2 separate regions of the Capsicum annuum genome follow, and region 1 is linked to region 2. Evidence: chromatin contacts called from public Hi-C data. All regions are on one chromosome and are shown on one strand. Each heading gives the region's core, a stretch centred on a gene start, on an enhancer-like site or on the middle of the called end of the contact. The rest is flanking DNA. Distances are from core to core; before and after follow the strand shown. Region 1 has its middle 33 kb from the start of LOC124886801. Region 2 holds the start of LOC107838892 (homeobox protein ATH1).

Evidence for each region. A called contact is a pair of places that touch in the nucleus more often than the background predicts.
Region 1: a contact with region 2 is called in a Hi-C map of leaf, with 2.1 times the contacts expected there. The contact joins the enhancer-like site here to the promoter of LOC107838892 in region 2. A contact is called at or near these places in 3 of 5 Hi-C or Micro-C datasets (leaf and placenta).

Annotation. Positions count from the first base shown.
Region 1 is chr8:110,046,271-110,049,490 of UCD10Xv1.1, reverse strand. No RefSeq gene overlaps it. Among protein-coding and RNA genes, the nearest start is that of LOC124886801, 33 kb to the right of the region's middle. Within about 2 kb of position 1,635, at least 5 of the 5 cell types and tissues checked have an H3K27ac peak or open chromatin away from gene starts, as enhancers often do. A contact at or near this core is called in leaf, where this site is marked.
Region 2 is chr8:109,816,486-109,819,505 of UCD10Xv1.1, reverse strand. It overlaps LOC107838892 (homeobox protein ATH1), which reads left to right and starts at 1,413. Exons shown (of 6, transcript XM_047395796.1): 1 at 1,413-2,166; 2 at 2,725-2,834.

The DNA of each region.
Region 1 (3,220 bases), core at 386-2,885, 230 kb before region 2:
TGTTAAATTTAATTTTTCTGTCTCAATTTTTATTTTTTTTTGACTTGATGAATTTATTGTCTAGACGAGTATTGCACCCGTGGGATTGTTCACTTGTGTTAAATCCGGTAAAAAAACGAGTGTCGACCGTACAAAGCCTATCTACAAAGGAAGTAGATAAGAATGGTAATTGCACCAGTAAAATTCGTCAAAGATCTCCCCATCAGATCTTCTCTGCTAAAAACTCCAATTTTGCTTGCATCATCAATATTTCATTTTCCCCCTCTTTTCCCCCTCTCCCTTTCATTAAAAATATTGTCATGCTTTTATTTTAGTTACTTCAAAAATAAATGTCACTTTATCATATTAGAAAAGATCAACTTTAAATTTTTTTATTTTTATTAACATAATTTATAATTAATATAAACATTTAAAATGATTATTTTAAATTTTAAATTTTAAATTTTAAAAGTGTTATTATGTTAAATCAAATGATACTAAATAAATAAGACATAGAGAATACTTGATATTTCAAACATACGACTTGTTTGGATGTGATATAAATTTATTTTATGTAAAGTTGAAGTTTTGTTTAATTATATAATATTAAGTTTTTATGTTGTATTGTTTTCAAAAATATAAAAATCTTATAAATTATGAAACTTATTAATTTTTTTCTCAAATTCTTATATAATATTATTAAATGAGCAAGTAATAATCCATAAATATGAATATATAATATCTTAAAATACTGCATTGATAAATTGTATATTTCCATAACATTTTTATAAAAAAATATTTGTGATAAAAAGTAAATACACATAATTTTATAAAAAATTTATTAATCAATAATAATAGTGACTAATTATTTTTTGCTATAACTTTTTCACATGGTATGAATCTCATCACAGCAAGCAAGATGTTTTGTTTTCAAAGATTAAAAAAATAATTGTTTTACATATATAAATTTATGGTCAAATTTTATAGGTAAAAAAATTGAAATCATGATTTGGAGATTCAAATTAAAGTTTGTTAAGAATTTGATATGAACTCCTGATTTCAAATTTAATTTCAAATCACATGTTCAAACATTAATTGAAAATTATAGAATAAAATTACATCTCCAAACATCAATTTATTCTTAGAATGTATGATTTTCTGTGAATAAATTTTAAAATTTTAAAATAAAAAATGGAGAAATTTCATCGATTTTCGACACCTTTTAATAATCATAAAAAGACAAACTACTGCTACTAAAAAGTATACAGCTTGTGCAACAGTAGTACCCCATATTACTTCATGTTGCATCATCATCATTCACATTTATTTGCCTTAACAATTTAGTTGTTTGAATCAAGCAACGAAAGCATATTTTTTCTCTTGCTCACTTTGCTGTCTTTTCTCATCAACGTTGCTTTTCAAATTAGATAAAAAAGAGTAAAAAAACAGAGGGGCTTTTGACGTGTGTAGAAAAAAAATTTCTCGACAAGAAAAAATACTGCAATGAATAGAAGTTCTAACAGAATTAAGGGAATCCAGATATGTCAGTTCTGATATTATTGCAAAAAGGGCAGAGAGAGGGTAGGGAGCGGATGGGGTGAACAATAAAAGAGGGATAATGAAGGGGGCCTGTGAAAAGGAATGGGCCCTCTGATTAGTAAAGGCTGCAACAGGAAATGAATGGAACTGCACTTCCGCCTACCATCAACTAGTAGGAGTGGTGTGGTCTAATAACCATCTCCTTCACTTTTGGTTCGTATATAGCTCACTCCATCTTTATTTATCTATTTTTTTTACTGAAACAAGAATTAAAAAGTAATGAATAGTAAGAATAATTTTATAATATTATTTTTTAAATATAATAAATTTAATATTTTAAAAAATATATTAAATAATAAGTCATATTTAATGTTAAGCATAAAATAGATAAAATAGATAAGATTTAAATTATCTATAATTTTTTTTAAATTATAAATATAATTCACTTAGATATCTCAACACAATCTTATACTTATTGAATACCACTATCACTTTGAGTTTAAACTACTTAAATATATTTTGATGGTATGACTTAATGAGTGTACAACACCTGCAATAGATGTGTCAGGAGTTTTTTTTTTTTTTTTTGTCAAATTCCTTTTTTTTCTTTGTTTTCGTCATTGTATTCTTGTTCCAAATTCACCACCACCTTCCATTATATTTTCTTGCCGAAAAAATGAAGTCCATCACCCAAATTATACTTCCTCTCTTTCTCTCTCTGTTTTTCTCTTCCTCTTGCAACCCCCACCCCTGCCTCCACCTTCTCTTCTTCCCAACAAAATAAATTCGAATAGAAAAAAATAAAGAGCAGATCTAAAATAAAAGAAAAAGAACAAATTCTGAAAAAGAAAAAAACATTAATTTAAAGTGAAATGAAGAAAAAACACATAAAAGAAAAAAAAAGAAATATGATGTATTCAAGGGAAATGTTATGTCTACGCGTTCTTCCTCATTTCACTTTTCAAATTCAATTAATTTCTTAATTATTAGATAAAATTGATTTTTTTTTTATTGTAATGATTTGTCAATTTTTATGTTAAAAGATGATGTTTTTCTTGAATTTTTTCAACGGATTTTGCATTGGTTTTTGTTTTGAAGTTTTATGTCATTAATAAGCTTGAAATGGAGATGATAGCTTTTGACATGGTAGATGAAGGTGAAGGCGTTCGGAGGGGGTGACAGTGAAGGCTGATTAGAGTTAGGATTTCAGTAATTTATTATTTTTTTTATCTTTTACTCATAATTTTTTTTTTTAAATTTCATATCCGAAGTTGCGATCAGATTTATTCATTAAAACAAAATTGATTCAATACATTTCTTATGTACCCGTAGATACTATATTGGATTTGAATCATATTGTGGATTGATCTATATTGAGTGGCTCCCTCTAACCCCTAAAATCGTTAATTTTTTTGAAATTATATGTCACATGCACTAATATAATTGATTACTTTACCACGTCGTCGCAAGTGTACTACACTCATTTTATATTTTGATTGATTAATAAAAAATATCTAATAGGGACATATTTTGAGTGGTTTAAGTGCTTAATAGGTACAAAGATTAGTTGAGGGGTTTAAGTGAAATCTCGAAACAAGTTTAAGGGTCTGTTAGTGACTTAAGTAAATAGATAATTATTCACTAATTTTATAAATTGGATAAGTATTTTTGAACATCTCAAAATAAAAAAGTGGACATGTAA
Region 2 (3,020 bases), core at 164-2,663:
CTTGCATGTCACTGAAACATGAGATGAAATAGCATGTTCAAAACACAAGCTAATAATCAATCTCCATAAATTAAAAAGTACTTATCAACTAGTTTGATTAGCTATATTCCCTTACGATGCAAACTAAACGGTTCAAGAATAGAACTTCTTAAACAATAGGGTAAAAAGCACAAGGGGCGCTTGACCGTGATTTTTTTTTTTTGAGTTGAATTACAAAATATGTGTTTGAATATAAAATTTTTAAAAATATTGACTATAAAATTTTTAAAAATTTTGAAATTCAACTCAAGTAAAATTTATTTTCACTTTTTTATTTTAATTTATTCACAAAAATATAAAAAGAACTCCAATTTATATTTATTATCAAACACAACTCCAACTCCAATTAGATTTTCATGGCCAAGCACATACATAATGTTTATACTACTAAGGGGTCGTTTGGTAGAGTGTATAAGAATAATGCAGAATATAATGTATTAATAATATTTGCATTAATAATTTTTGTATTAGTTATACTTGTATTAGTTATGCTGATATTTTTTCTTATACATTGTTTGATTTAATGTATTAGAAATAATATATCTTACACAATTTCTATAAAAGAAATGTTTGTTTACAAAATTACCCTTCTTTGACTTTGTACACTATTTTTGCAACAATGTTTTTTTGTTATCTCAAATATAATTAATATTGTTGAACTAGTATATAAAGGTTCAGGATTAATTGCAAGACTTTCGTCTTTGCGCATGAAATGTTATGCTGACGGATTAACATGATTGAAAAAAAATACAAGATGTAAAATTAAGAAGTAGTCTCAAGAATATTTTTAAATCTTTTTAAAGATCCTCGAAACAAAGCAAAAATATGTTAGAGTTATTTAAACCAACTATTCATTGTTGTAATTAAAATGGTGAAAAATGAATTGTGAAATGTTTTGAGAAAATTTATTTTTGCAAATTAAAATGGTGGAAAAAAAATTATTAAATATTTTGAGAGGAAAATTAAAGGATATTAAGGTCATTCAAAAAGTTAATACATGTGTTTAAAATCTTTATATTACTAATACATAGGAAATAATGTATATTACTAATACACACCTCAATACACAATAGAGTGTATAACTAGTGTTTGCATTAGTTATACATAGACAAAAAGATGTACCAAACAAGATATTATTAATACATAATAATTAATGCATGCATTATACATAGATAAAAAAATGTACCAAATAAGATATTATTAATACATAATAATTAATGCATGCATTATATTTTTTGATACATTCTATCAAACGACACTTAATTTAGTGGTCTACATAAATAAATAAATACAGAGAGTGAGTTGAATAGGACCCAACATTTCAACTGTAGATCCGTCACTGCTAGAAAAGTATATGTGATATGCTATGCTGTGCATGAAATGTGAATGGTTTTCGTTTGTGTGGCTCTTCTCTCCCTATATTTTCATAATGGGTCCATAAATCCTTGTAATTATTCATCTCCCAGCTGCTCTCTGCAAAACCAAGAAGCCCATTTTTTTTGGCTTTTAACACACCTCTGGCACACACAAAAGTCACAACCACACACTCTCTCTCTCCTCTTGGGATTATTAATGAAAATGAATGTCCTTTGGATAATGACCCCCAAAACAGACCATCCTTTTTTTTAAAAAAAATTAAATAATGTATGACTCACATGAGCTATAAGATGATGATTCTTCATGGGGTCTGAGGGATTCTGACTTTTCTTGGGTGTTGGGTTCTGAGTAAAAATCTTGCTTTTCTTCCTCATGCAAGCAAAACATCTTACTTTTTGCATTTTTTTACTCTTGTAGTTTTAGAGGGTGGGTTTGTGGGGTTGAAATAGTGTACTAGTCTTACCATATATTCTTTTTTTTTTTTTTTAACCTTTCTTCTTTATTGTCAAAGGTGGAAAAAAAGGTCCTCTTTCACGACTTTTTGCTGAACATTGTTTGGGGTGAAAGGGGAAAAACCAATGATTTGTTTTGGGTTTTTCTCCATTTTTGGATTTGGATTTCTGTGAGAAGTTAATATATATGTCGGGAACAAATAATAAGGGATCCATCTTTTGGTATGAGACAGACAATCTTGGAATGCCATTTTAATAGGAATTGAAGCTGCTGTTTTTGGAAATTTATCACAACTTGGTTATCTTCTTCTCCAGTACTAATTCTTAGAATTACTTTCTACTAATAATGTTTGCAATCTTTCAAGTATTTGTATTTTGGATGTGTTTTAAGATCAATTATAAGGTGAGAAACACTTTTTTCCCTTTCATGTTCCTGGCTTTTCTATCCTTAAGTTCCATGTAAGCCATCTTTTGGTTTCATTCTTGGTTTATCATTCTCTACTACTTGACGTGTGCCATATTTTTTTCTCTTAAAGTAACGGAGAGAAACTTTGATAGTTGTTGTTTTGACATGATAATTTTTTTCACTTAAGCAGCCCTCTACACACTGACTAGGAAATGGTTTTGTCAGATGTTTGTTTCATACTCCTATTTTCATCTTGCTTGATCAAGAAAGTAAGAATTTGGCAAATTAACCCTTCCCATTTGGAGATTTGAGAACTTTGATGGCAGTTCATGGGAATTATTGTTGAACTCAAGTGGCGGATTCATAATTTAATGGATGTGGGTTCTGAGTTAGGAGAGTCAGTTATGAAATTATATGTATGTCTAATTTCTTCCTATATTTGTTTTTCAGACATCAAAGAGCAGATTGTTTGCTTTCCATATTTCTGCTATTATTTAAGAACAATTCTGGCTGAGGGTCTTATCTGAAACAGTTTCTCTGCCTCTCAAGGTATGGGTAAGGTGTGTGTACACTTCCCTCCCACTTGCTGTTGTTCTTGTTTTCAAAAACAGTTGTGGTTCTGATACAATATTGGAAGCACATGAACTTTTTAATATAATGCTGCTATTTGTTCTTATAGCATTGACAACCCATCAATATAAAGAGACGAAATAAGTTGGATGCTCATTTCAGTTCCTAGCGTCTCT